Linked DNA regions of Capra hircus: region 2 is linked to region 1. The links are chromatin contacts, called in public Hi-C maps. All regions are on one chromosome and are shown on one strand. Each heading gives the region's core, a stretch centred on a gene start, on an enhancer-like site or on the middle of the called end of the contact. The rest is flanking DNA. Distances are from core to core; before and after follow the strand shown.

The links. A called contact is a pair of places that touch in the nucleus more often than the background predicts.
Region 2: a Hi-C map of blood shows a contact between it and region 1, with 2.0 times the contacts expected there. The contact joins the promoter of OGFOD3 here to the promoter of WDR45B in region 1. A contact is called at or near these places in 2 of 5 Hi-C or Micro-C datasets (both in blood).

What each region holds. Positions count from the first base shown.
Region 1 is chr19:49,554,467-49,561,398 of ARS1.2, forward strand. WDR45B (WD repeat domain phosphoinositide-interacting protein 3) reads left to right here and starts at 4,287. Exons shown (of 10, transcript XM_018065394.1): 1 at 4,287-4,772. The coding sequence starts at 4,706. It also overlaps the pseudogene LOC102174974.
Region 2 is chr19:49,703,139-49,709,869 of ARS1.2, forward strand. OGFOD3 (2-oxoglutarate and iron-dependent oxygenase domain-containing protein 3) reads left to right here and starts at 2,835. Exons shown (of 9, transcript XM_018065401.1): 1 at 2,835-3,018; 2 at 5,346-5,563. The coding sequence starts at 2,945. It overlaps HEXDC (hexosaminidase D), which reads right to left and starts at 2,432. Exons shown (of 14, transcript XM_018065400.1): 1 at 2,316-2,432; 2 at 1,973-2,022; 3 at 759-897. The coding sequence starts at 863.

The DNA.
Region 1 (6,932 bases), core at 3,037-5,536:
TGCCTGATGAGATGACAGGAAGATGACTGTCTCGGCCAGGAGTAGACTTGATACTCAGGTCTGGAAAATGCCTTCTGCCCTGGCAGAAGCTGACTTCCTACTTCTACTGGAGGACAGTGCCTTGTGTAGCTCAAAGCCAGCCAGCTTTGTCTGCTGGTTTCTTGATTCCTTGCCCCCGCCCCAATTTTATCTTTGTTCCTTGGTCCACTTCAGAAATCAGGGGTAAGTATGGTAGCTTTTTGAAGGTTCTCTAGATTGTTTTACTAGTGAAACACTCTATCATATGAAACAACTTTATTTCCAAAGCCCTCTTCTTGTTGTAATAGTTTCCTACTGCTCTTGTATTCTGAGTTTCCTGTGGCTGCTGTAACAAATTTACCAATTGTAGAAATGTATTCTTCCACAGTTCTGGAGGCCACAAGTCCAAAATGGGTACCACTGGGCTTATGTGAAGGTGTGGGCAGGGCTGTGACCTCTCTGAAGGCTCTAGAAGGCTCTTTCCTGCCTCTTCCAGCTTCCACGACCTCAGGTATTTTGCCTTGTGGCTGCATCATTCTGACCTCTGGGTCCATCTTCACATGCCCTTCTTCCTAAGTGTATCAAACCTCTCTCTGCTTTCCTCTTCTAAGGACACATGTCATGGTACTCAGGGCATATCCGGATAACCCAGGGTCATCTCCCCATCTCAGGTCCTTAATTTAATCACCGCTGCCAAGATTCTTTTTCCAAAACAAGGTAATATTTGCAGGTTCCAGGGATGAGGCGGAGAAGGCAATGGCACCCCACTCCAGTACTCTTGCCTGGAGAAACCCATGGACAGAGGAGCCTGGTGGGCTGCAGTCCGTGGGGTCGCTAAGAGTCGAACACAACTGAGCGACTTCACTTTCACTTTTCGCTTTTATGCATTGGAGAAGGAAATGACAACCCACTCCAGTGTTGTTGTCTGGAGAATCCCAAGGACTCGGGAGCCTGGTGGGCTGCCGTCTATGGGGTCACACAGAGTCGGACACGACTGATGCGACTTAGCAGCAGCAGCAGCAGGGATGAGGACCTGATATCTTTGTGGGCCAGTCTTCAGCCTGCTACATGATGTACTGATTCATTGGCTGTGGTGATTTACAATATATATTTATTCTCTCATGGTTCTAGAGGTCAGAAGCCCTTAGTCTTAAGGCACTAAAATCAAGGTGTGGGTAGGGCTGGTTCCTCCTGGACGCTCCAGGAGAACTCAGTTCCAGGCCTCTTCCAGCTTCTAGAAGCTGCCATTGTTCCCTGGCTCACGGCTGTACCGCTCTAATCTCTGCCTCCAGGGTCACCCTGTCTTCCTCTTCCCAAGGGATGGCATGTACAGCCCAATCCTCTCCCCACCTCAAATTCAATAATCCCATCTGCAGAGTTGCTTCAGCCATACAAGGGGACACATTTACAACCTTGGGGGGAGTTTTCCAGCTGACCACACAGGCTCCTCCCCTCTTGCAGATGACAACCCTGCTCCAGGAGAAACCACCACCTCCAGTTCTGATGGTTCAGCAGATAAAGAAACCGGCTGCAATGCAGAAGAGATGGGAGATGCAGATTTGATCCCTGAGTGGAGAAGATCCCCTGAAGGAGGGCGTGGCAACCCTCTCCAGTATTCTTGCCTGAGAAATCCCATGGATGGAGGAGCCTGCGGGCTACAGTCTATGGGGTGGCAGTCAGACTGAGTGAGAGACTGAGCACAACAGCACAGCCAGTTCTGTGCTGTTTTCTTAACTTGTCTGCATCCACGTCCATATGCATCCCTCAACAGCGGGTTCCTGAGTCTGCCTGCTTTGAGCTTTGTGCAGAGGGAACTGCACGTGGGTCTGCTTTGCAACTTGCTTTCTTCGCTCAACATGTTGATAGCTTACAGTGAATGACGTCGGATTTGTGATCCCGGAAGATTTAGCTTTGGGACCAGTGACCAGGCTTGATCACTCAGGAGCTTTTGTATAGCAAGAGTTTTATTAAAGGGACAGAGAAAGCCCCTGGGCACCCCCACCACCACCACTGCCCTTGCCCCGGAGCCAAGCTCAGGAGCTAACCCGAGCCAGCCGCCCGCCCGGAGCTAGCGGGCTTCTTGGAGCGGTGGCGCAGGGAGGGGCCAGACACGCGCACGTGGCCATTGTGGACAGCGACCCCAGACCGGGGAGTGGCGGCCCAGGGCCCCGCAACCACTTTCAGAGCCACCCTGGGGCTGCAGGCGAGGGCCCGGGCGGCGCAGACAACGAGGGCCCAGTGAGACCGCAAGATAAGGTAACGGTCAAGCATGACGGTAAGGAGCTACGGAAGCATCTCAACGTGGAGGAGTGGATTCTGGAGCAGCTCACTCTCCTCTACAACTGCCAGGAAAAGGAGATCCCGGAGCTGGAAATCGATGTGGATGAACTCCTGGACATGGAGAGCGATGATACCCGGGCTGTCAGGGTCAAGGAGCTGCTAGTTGACTGTAACAAACCCACTGAGCCTGCTGGACAAGATCTGGGGCATGCAGAAGCTGAGCACACCCCAGAAGTAAGGGTCGTCGACCTAGCTGAACGGTGGCTCCACAGGACAATCGCTGCCCCCTGACCTTGTAGGAACAGCAATACCAGCGGGCCCTGAGGCCAGGCCTGGTGCCACGAGCAGGGCTCCCTATGCCCCTGGCCCAGGGGCCTCTTCCTTGCCCCCTTAGTTTTCCATTTTGGGGGTTTTTATTATTATTAAACTGATGGGACTTTTTGTGTTTTTATGTTGACTGTAGCGTGGGCCCTTTAATAAAGCTAGGATATGCCTTTGGTGCAAAAAAAAAAAAAAAAGAGAGAAAGCTTCTGACAGAGACATCAGAAGGGGGCCGGAGAGTGCCCCCACCCACATCTTGCTGCTGCTGCTGCTGCTAAAGTCGCTTTAGTCACGTCGTACCCTGTGCAACCCCATAGACAGCAGCCCACCAGGCTCCGCCTCCCTGGGATTCTCAAGGCAAGAACACTGGTGTGGATTGCCATTTCCTTCTCCAACCCACGTCTTATCAAGGCCTTATATACTTTAACCAGACCCACTCCCACAACATACATCTTAAATTAACAAGATTAGAATTAACAATAGAAAGGTCTTACCAGACCCACTCCCACACATACTTCTTAAGATAACAAGATTAGTCAGAAGGTTCTTGTTAAGGAGAAACATGTCCTCGAGCAAGATACTTTGTTACACTGACTGATACAAAGCAGTATAGAAAAAAAAAAATGTTGTCCTTTTCTCCTCCTTGAGAGCCCCGGCCTGGGACCCCTTCCTCCTTCTCAAGGGCTCCAGACCACTTTCTCCTCCTCGGGGACCCCAGACTTATCAACCTGCCTAGGAATTGACTCTCTTGATGTTCATCCACGTGGACATAAGGGGCTCTGGTGTTCGCTTCTTGCCTCTCTGGTGTTGCGTATCTGTCCGTTGATGGGTAGATGGAGTGCAACTCTTTTCCACTGGTGGCTAAATTCCCTGGCCTTGCTCAGTACATTTTATCTTTTAAAAGACACTTTTAATAACCCCACAGTAGACAGACAACTCACTGGATGCCCAGCCCCTAGTGGAGACACACTTGGTCACAGGGACACTGACAGCATTCCAAAAGCATTCTGAGAAGTGTCTCTTCCTGGGGCCTACGCCGTTAAAACGTTAGAAGGTGTTTTTCCTCTTAACAAAGAGAAAGCTGGGTTTTAATACAGAACAGATTAGTGCCTGTTAGGGGGGTTTTGTGTCCTGGGGAGCCCTGTGTCCCTGTAGGAGGTTCTGCATGTCCTGAAGGGGGCTCTGTGCCTTGGGGGTTCTGTGTCAGCTGTGTGTCTGTGGGTAGCTCTGGGTCCTCGGTTGGGGGGCAGTCTGTGTCCCTGTGGCGGGGGTCTCTCTATGGGGAGGTGGAGGGTGGGGGTGGGAGAGTCTAGACACTTGACTCTTTACACTTGACTCTCGAACAACACAAGGGTTAGGGACACCCGCCTTTCACACAGTAAAGAAATCTGCGTCTAATTTATAGTCTTCCCTCTTATCCATGCTATCTACGGTTCTGCAGCTGAGGATCTAACCAACCAGGGTCGTGTACTCTTGAAAAAAACATCTGCGTGTTAACTGGCCCCGCATTGTTCAAGGAACATTTGCGCTTCCATTTCTTCACTTCCACCCATTTTGCTCTTTTCGCGAACATTTTACTAGCACACCTGTTAAAAACTCCACAAAGCATTGTTATTTATACTGAGATACTTATCCTTTTATCAATTAAAAATAAGAAAATCTCCTTCCTTAATTTACATGATTTCCGGGGGGGGCGGGCTTGAGTTAGTATGAGAGTCTGGGTCCTGCCTGCTCCTGAGGTTTGAGGGGCACGGCTGGGGTACCCAGTCAGGTGGTTCCCACCCTTAGCCCCGCGCTCCAGAGATCCGACCCCGCCTCTCAGGTCAGGCCCCGCCCCCAAGCCGAGTCGACCCTCCCTCTTCAGACGCGGCCCCGCCCCCCGGAGACGTGACGCTCTCGGCGTTCCCTGCCCCCCCCGGCAGGCCGTGGGTGGATTGCTCGGCGCTCCGCGGTTCCCTGGCTGCGCGCGCAGGCGGTGGGCCTTTCGCTTCCGGCCGCGGCAGCATCGGCGCTGGCCAGACCGATCCCGGCGGTCGACCTCCCGGAGCGGCATGCGGCGCTGAGGCGCGGTGGATCCCGCGGCACCATGAACCTCCTGCCCTGCAACCCACACGGCAACGGGCTGCTCTACGCCGGCTTCAACCAGGACCATGGTGAGGAGAGCCCGTCAGTGGCCCCGGCCCCCCCACCGCCGCCGTTTCCCCTCCTAGCGGGGTCCCGCCCTCAGCCCTGCGGCGGCGTTGTCACCGGCTTCAGGCCTCTTCCCCTACCCCTGGCGTTCTCTCCCCTGCCCCTGAAGCCGCCCTCCTCCCCCAGGCCGCCCCTTTCCCCCCTGCCCAGGCCGCTTCCCCGCCGCCCTGACCCCCCACCCCGATCCAGGTCGGACAGTGATGGGATTTTCCGGGGCGGCGTCGGTTCTTCTTGCGGGTTTAGGGTCCCCAGCGGCCGGGACGGGGTCGCATCGAGGTGAGAATGCCCCTGCAGGCCCAGGACCTCGTCCACGAAGGTCCTCACCTTTTCTGCTGATTGTCGTAGAATATGCCGCCGAACTCACACTTTTTTTCTTTTGTTGGGTGGCAACCGGACTGTTCAGCCCGGCTTTTCGGGAGATGGCCTTTTTCGCCTTTCTGAAATCCTGCGTGATGCCGGACTGCGCCCCACTCTAGCCCAGGGAGGGGGATCCGCGTCTGTTCTGAGGGTTCGCTTTGGAAGCGCGTTTGAAGAGGATCCAGAAGCAGGAACTGCAGGATCCATGTCTGTGGAGCCAGTTTGGGGTAGAGTTACGTAGGCCGGGCGGGGGTCGCCCAGCTGTGTCAGCGCGTGGGCGCGTGGGGTGCTGGCTCCAAGGTTCTGACTGTAGGGCCCCGGGACAGTGAAGTGTGTTCTGGGAACCGAGGCGAGGCCGCGATTTCCTACAGGGAGGAGCCGTTAAGGGCGGGAAGAGTTCTTGGAGGAGTGGAGTTGGACGAGGGGAAAAATGTGGGATGCGGGCGGCTGGGCTGGGGACCGCAAGGGTTGTAGGGTCCACTTTGGGGGCCAGAAGTTGGGCATCGGGCAGTGTGTGGCTGAACACTTTGGATTTTGATTTCCAGAGGAGGGCCAGTAGATTTCTGAAAAGGTTCTGATAGTTGAAAACTCATTAAGGAGTTAACCGTGGTGTAGCAACTTCTTAAGAAATGTGCTTTCAATGGAAAGAAATGACTGATTGATATTAAGGGCAGGGAGAGGCAGTCCTAAAAAACAAACCGGAAACACAAAGCTTACTGACTCCGTGGCCTTTAAATCCAAGATCTATACACACACGACTGAGCGACTAAGCACACATACCTGTCTTAGGGCCAGATGAGGAATCCTTGTAGTAGGTTTCGGTATAATAATTGAGGTTCACAATAAAGCTAATTATTTTAGAAACCAGTGAAGTTTATAATTTTCTATAAAGTGTTGCTGGAAAAAAAATGCATTTATACTTAACCTTTTGCTTACCCTTAGCTTAATTCCCTATAATTAAAATGTATGCCAGGTTATTGAGTTAGTTACATTTTGTTTTTCTGTTGACTTTTAATTTTTACTCAGCATTTTTAGCACTCTCATTGAAACTTTAGCTTTAGAAACCTTTGCTCATAACTTATAAATTGTTTGAACTTTTAACTTATCATCTCCCAAAGATAAGTTGTATTAGTTTCGAGATTCTGAAGTGTTGATATGTGTGCGTCTCTGTAATCCGGCTGCCGCTTTTCTTTCTCTTCCCGTGGGAAACAGAAGGTTTGAGTCGACACACTTCTGTAGACTAGCTTTAAGATAGCAAGGATGGGAAGGTTCATGCCAACTGTTGTGTGATAACCAACTAAAATCAGTTAATTTATTTCTTCCACCCTGCAAAATAGCAAGGATAACGCCTAGCCTTCTTAGAGAGTGGTTTCCAGTCTTGTGTTTGTAGGACCTTTTTTCTAGCTTTTTACTGAAGTGCATTACTCTTACAGAAAAGTGCATGTATCCTAAGTATTCAGCTTGGTGAATTTTCCAAACTGAACACACCTTCCGCAGCACCCAGGGTAAGAAACCAAATGCCTTGGCACGCCGTGCTCCTTCGGGCCACTCGCCCAGCCTAACTTCCAGCGACATGGACTAGTTTTGCCTGTCTCTGTACTGTATTTTGTTTCTGGCATTTTTATTCAGCATCGTGTTTGCAAGAGCTTTTTTCCCATACTGTTGAGTATAATTGAAGGTCCTCCTCATGGGTGCAGTATTTCTTTGTGTGACTGCATGACAGTTGGTTTGTCCATTCAACCTTTGGTAGGCATTTGGGTAGGTTC
Region 2 (6,731 bases), core at 1,585-4,084, 150 kb after region 1:
TGTTGAGCTGTCTGTCCGTGGTTTGGCCCCACCCCTTGCATTTTGGCGTTCACAGGGAAACCCTGATAACTTACATTTGTTTTAGAGTACATGCTTTTCCTGTGGCTGCCATAACAAGCCATCACAAACCGGGGGGCTTGAAATAGTAAGAATGTATTCTCTCACAGCTTGGGAGGATGAAGCCCAAAATCTAGGTGTCAGCAGGGCCGTGCTCCCTCCCAGGCTGTAAGGGGCAGCCTCCCTGTCTCTTCCGGATTCTGCGAGTTTCTGGCATCCTTAGCCCTCCTGGGCATGCAGATGCATTGACTGTAGTCTCTGCCTCTGTCCTCATGTCATCTTCCCTCTGTGTCTATTGTCCCCTCTCCTTATACAAACACCACTTATTGGATTAGAGCTCACCCTGTTCCCATATGACCTCATCTAATGTCAGAGACATCTGCAAAGACCCTATCTTTAAATCACAGGTCATATTAACAGGTCTGCTGGGTTAGGATTTAAATATATCTTTTTAGGAGACAAGATTTGGTTCACAACAGAGGTTGTGGGGTTTTGTCTTTTCTCTTTTTCTTTTTGCTATCCTGGTTGCTATCTGCTTTGTGAGGGGATATGGGGGAAATTAAAGATCTATGCTGCTGCCACCACGCCTCAACTCAGAACCCATGGTTGTGTTCCAAGAATGTGTCTACAGAACACTGTTCACAGCTTCATAACCAAACCTGAGGCAAAGTGATTCTCTAAAGAAGAAAGGGAGCTCTTACCTCCGAGAGGTAGCAGACCTTTGGCGGGGCTCCTTTCAGGTCCAGATGAACTAGTCGCATCTTAAATGGTGAGGAACCTGACATCTCACTATTTTTTGAGGTCATGTAACTAAAAAGTCTCTTTTCTGGGCACTTCTTCCTAGTGAAGAAATTAATGGTTACGTCCTTCCAATGTCTGTTTCAATCCTGCTGTGAACTAGGAGGAAACTCATTTCACCAACATGAAATGTATCAAGATGTCTGTCTCCACGTTCAAATACAAGGACCCTTGTCATACAGCACTGGTTTCCTTATAAGATGGCTATAATATACAATAATACAAATGACTGCAAAATAATTTCCTGTTTTAAAGACTGTCTTATCCTATATATACTATGCCAGTGAAAACAGGCAAATATCTCTTAAACATTTTTCAGGCCCCACAATATGATGCTTCTGTAGAAAACTGATCCTCAATTTTATTCTACTTTAAACAGTATTAAAAACAGTATTAAACAACAATTGAGTATTAAACTCAATTTTTAGAGTTTGAGTCAGCTTGGTTGCAGGGAGGGAGAAACTGTAAAAATTTATCCTAGGTCAGAGAAAACTGTCTAGGATTTAAAATAGGCCATTGATAATTTAAAAACAAGTAACTCACAAGTTTATCAGTGCTGACTAGTTTATGTTAAACTAGAGGAGGTATCTGGATGAAGCATAAAACACATAGAATTAGACAGGAAAAGGAAAGAAAATCTCTGTATATTGATCATATATTCAGCTCCACAATTCAAACTACTCATTCTGTGCAAGGATTCATAAATCCCTGACCTTAGGGACTTTATAATATAGCAGAGAAAATAACATTATGCACATAGAAATCAATCAGTTTGATTGAAAAAAATAAATTATATTCAAAACAATCTCAATGACAAAGTTCTTAAGGCAATTACCTAAATTGCTATCTGAGAAGTGGATGAGTTAAGAAAAAGCATTTTGAAAAACTGGAATGTTTCAAAGCCGAGTTGCTTTACATTTTGAAAAAATAATAAAAAAGAAAACTCTAACAACCCCCTCCCCCACTATAACCCAAATGTATTTTCCAGAGAATAGAGTTAAAAGAAAAATTTTTGAGCTGAGAAGTCTGTATTAGTCCTGGGTGTGCTTCCTTGTGTTTAGAGAGAAATCTTACTTTTCTATAGCCCTAACAGCAGGAATGAACACCAACATCTTACCTGATTCAGACACATTCAGAGTTGTTTACCAAAGTAAGTTGCTGCAAAATCTAAACGGAAAGGATACAGAGAAGTCAGTATTCCCTCTTGCAAGTGTGTAGTTCTTTGATTCCCTCCTGCAGGTCTATATATATATGATTATTTCCGACTTGGGCGAATTGTCACTATTGTTATCAGACAACCTGGTAGGTAGATCTGCAATTGTCCCAGTCTCTCGGGCTTCTAGGTAAGTTGCCAGGCAATGGCATCTGATTTCCCCAGTTTGGGGACTGTTGGGCAGATCACTTTTCTTATTCAATGAGTCCAGATTTTTTTCCCCCCTCTGTATCAATGAATTACTCACCTTCATCAGACTTAATCCTTATGAATGAATCTCACTGCTAATTCCACTCATTCAGAATCTTAGGTATCTTGACAGAACTGGTTAAGATCTTACTTCTTGCCCACTGGACGGGAAATTGAATGTTGTAAACTAAACAGCAGGCCTCACAGATACAAAGCACCAACAGGACCCAGGGCCCTCAGGTGTGGCATGGGCCCAGCGAGAGGAGCGTTGGAAATCCCACAGGAGAGGGTGCGGAGACCCTGGGAGGAGGGCTTGGACACCGCGGGGAGAAGGCTTCCAGACTCTAGGAGGAGTTGGAGACCCCGGTAGAGCACGCACGGCGGGGCAAGGACACGCTTCAGTAGAAGGTTCGGAGGCTTGTCAGGTTCCGCGGAGGTCAGGGGAGGCGGGGTACGGCCAAGGCAGGTGCGCCACGGGGAGCAAACCAGGTCGCGCTCGGGTCCCCGCCCTGCCCCGCTCGGCGCTCGACCTCCGATTGCTCAGGCCTGGTCACCAGCCCGGAGGTTGAAGGCTGAGGGTGTCGCTTCGCGTGCCCGGCTGCGCCGGCCTCGCGCTACCTCTCGCAGCGCTCGTCCCGGGCTTGTGGCGGCTCCCGCATTCGGCCTAGCTTCGCGGCAGCGTGGCTAATGGCACCTCAGCGGAGGGGTGCTCCCAAGGCCCCGGAGGGCAGCGGGGCGGCGGAGCGCCGGCGCCAGAGCAGGTACCAGCTAGCGCCGGGAGCGCGAGAACGGTGGTATGGGCGGGGCCTGGCCGAGGGGCGGGGCCTAACAGGGGCGTGGTGCGGTGTGGCTGTGGGCATGGCCCGGTCAGAAAAAGGTGGATCTGGTGCAGGCAGGGCCTTTCCCGGAAAGGCACTGCAGTGTGGGTGTGGCCTGGCCGCGAGGGGCCTGGTTTGTGGTTGGGCGAATCGGGCGCCTAGAGGGGCGTGGTCGTCTGGGGGGCGTAGCCGGCAGAATCCCGCCCGGGCGGCGCAGGAAGGGGTTGGGCGGGGTTGGGCGGAGCTGCCGGTAGGGAAACCCTTGACCTCCGCCGTAGTGTGTACCGAGGGCTTTGTACCGAGGGCTTTGTTCCGAGACTACGCACGGGGACTGGGACTCAGAGGTCCCCATCGTCTGGTCTCCGTGTGCTTGTCTCAGGGCTGTGCACGATATGGTCCTCCGTTGGGGGACCCGATGGATGAATAAATGATCTCATCAGGTAGCCTTCGAGGGGCAGGATAAATTACTTTCTCGTCGTGCTTGCCCCATGGGCCATGGACCTTGCTTCAAATCCACTTCTGTTTTGGCAAGATTCTCAGTGTGCATTTGGGCCAGCTTACCCTGAACAGGGGTGCTTATTTTGAGGATACCTCAGGGAAGTATTGCTTCCAAATCTGGCCCAGGAGGCTGTTTTTTCCCCTCTTGTCTCTACCTCCCTCTCCGTCCCTTTCTGTCTCAGCACCCCGGGGTGTCCCAGGCGAGGGTGTCAACAGCTTTGTGCCCACAGTAGGATTTCAGCCCCTGCTGCTGAGATGGGCTGGCAGTCTCCCTGCCCTATTGGGGAAGAGAAATTTTGGCCCCACTGGAGTTAGGGGCCCACCCTTGTCTAGTTAGAGGAGACCAGGTGGGCTAGAGGCTAGACAGCAGTTCTAGGGGTGAGGATGGGGGTCTTTGTGACCTGGGTATCTATGCTCCCTGTTTAAAATGAGCATGTATTCACCCAATATGGTCTGACTCAGCTGTGCCCACCTTGAGACTTATTTAATCGGAATTTGTGTGTTAGAAAGTAAAAGTGTGAAAGTGTTAGTCGCTCAGTCATCTCCGACTCTTTGCAACCCCATGTACTGTACCCTCCAGGCTTTTCTGTCCATGGAATTCACCAGGCAAGAACACTGGAGTGGGTAGCCATCCCTTCTCCAGGGGATCTTCCCAACCCAGGGATCAAACCCTGGTCTCCTCCATTGCAGGCGGATTCTTTACCCTCTGAGCCAGCAGGAAAGCCTGTGTGATTTTATATATATAGCAATTTGAAATGTGGAGGGATATATAAAAATAGAAGGCAAACTCCCTGCTTTTCAGGAATTAATCATATACTTGAAGACACGAGGTGCACCTCCTAGAAGAATGTCTGGATCGCTTTTCTTATTTCTGCCAGTCCTTCAAGCCCTACGCATTTTTCTCAAGAGTACACGACTGCTCAGTTACACATATGAGAAAACACATACACATGTACACAGACACACATGTGAGTGGGTATACACCATCCAGACACATAGATACACGTGTGCATGCACACACACACACACACACATGCCTGCAAATTCTGCATAGGCAGTGTGAATCCCGGTGGTACAGAAAGTGTCTTAGTGTTGAATCATTTCTGTTGTGCTTGCAATCCCTTCCTGGCTGGCTGGTGGTTTCAGTGAAATGAGTTTGGTTCATGTTTACCTTAGTTCACCCTGGTAGCTCAGCTGGTAAAGAATCCGCCTGCAATGTGGGAGACTTGCATTCGATCCCTGTGTTGGGAAAATCCCCTGGAGAAGGGAAAGGCTACTCGCTCCAGTATTGTGGCCTGGAGAATTCCATGGACTGTATAGTCCATGGGGTCGAAAGAGATGGACACGACTGAGCGACTTTCACTACCTTAGTTCACTTTGTGTGTGAGTGTGTACCCTAGGGCCAATGCATGGGGTTGTGTCAGTCATTTTTGGATGCAGGCAATGTGACTGATGTCACAGGCTCTGTCAGGATCTCCCAGATGGTTCTCCACGGACATGGCCAGGCTGGGAGGGACCGCGACTGGCAGTTCGTCTTGTCCTCAGGGGCATAGTCAGCCCTGTCTGGTCATATGGGGCGAGGGGCATATTCCCCACCATGTTCTCGTATGCTAGCAAGTGCCTCTGGGTTAATGGAGAGTAGCTCTGATGATGACCATTGTGGGAACCGTTTGAGGCTGTAACTAAGTGTGGGTGGGTCTCTGGTCATTGTGGTCTGCGTTTTCAGCACACGCAGCTGCCTTCGGGTGACCACAGCTGTTTTCTGTTCTCAGCACCAAGAGTGTCCGGGTGCCTCGGGATGTGCGCAAGAAGTGGTTGAGAGTCGCTGTCCTGGGGTCCTGCACTGCACTCGCCGCCTGCCTGTTCTGGGGCAGCCTGGGGGGTGATGAAGGCATCACTGAGGTCCTGGCTCACCGCAGTGAGATCCTGCCAGGCAGGTTCATCGAGGTGCCCTGCTCTGAGGATTATGACAGTCACCGAAGATTTGAAGGTACGCAGTGCCAAGGTGATTCAGGAAAGAGCAGCATGTTAACATGGAATTCAGTGTGTTCAAAATGCGTCTGTTTTTACTTTGATGAATTGGTGGGAATCGGTTTGAAAGTAGTGTGGGGTGGGGGAGGCGCAGGTGACCTTCCTCCCCACCGCCCCCCTCCCCCCCCCCGCCTCTACGTTGGTTAGCTCACACCTGTTCTGGAGAGTGTGAGTCTTTCAGGCCCCACCTGTGCAGGGGCAGGCCCAGGCTTCACTGCCCAGGCTATAGCCATTGTTTTACTGAGCTGCCCCCCACCTCAGTGTGGATTCCATGTGGTGGAAGAGGTGGTTTGCCTGGAAGGATGTAACAGAATTGGGAAGATATCAATGAGCAAGTTGAACAGAGAAAAGGCATTTTCTTTCAGTCTTAGGGGATTGTTACATCAGAAAATGTTGCAACAGGAAACGTGATACCAGAGTCCATTCCCCCATGGCGTTTGTCTCATCCTGGCACCTGCCTGCTCTGTGGAGGGCAGCAGTTTTAAAAGCCTAGCCAGAGTGACTGGGTCTTAGAGACAGAATTTAATTCATTTTTCTATTCAGAGCAATGCTTTGAACTTGAACCAAGAAAAAGATTACTGAGTCCTTCCACCAAGGGGCACTGTTGTGATATGCACAAGTTGGGTTAAAGTGAAGGGAGGTGTGTGGGCTCCTTGGCAGAAATGGACATGCCGAGGAACTGAGGTTCCCTTTCCCCTCGGAGGTCAGGAGTGGACAGGTTCTCTTGTGGGCATGCTTTCTCTGTCTTGGTGAGCTTTTTCCCTATAAAATCCCAGCTTTTGACAAAGTATATTTCTCCTGTGCTAAGTCGCTTCAGCTGTGTTCGACTGTTTGTGACCCTGTGGACTGTAGGCCCAGCAGGCTCCTCTGTCCATGGTATTCTCCAGGCAAGAATACTGGAGTGGGTTGCCATACCCTCCTCCAGGGGATCTTTCCTACCTGAGAATCGAACCTGTGTCTCCTGCGGCTCCTGCATTGCAGGCGGATTCTTTACCACTGAGCCATTATTTCTCCTACCCCTTTAATAATTTATCAACATTAAAAACAGTTGGAATGAAACAGAAGAGAAGTTGGTGTAGATGGAGATGGGATTTCAGTTGGGAAGGTGAGAAAGTTTGGGAGATGAT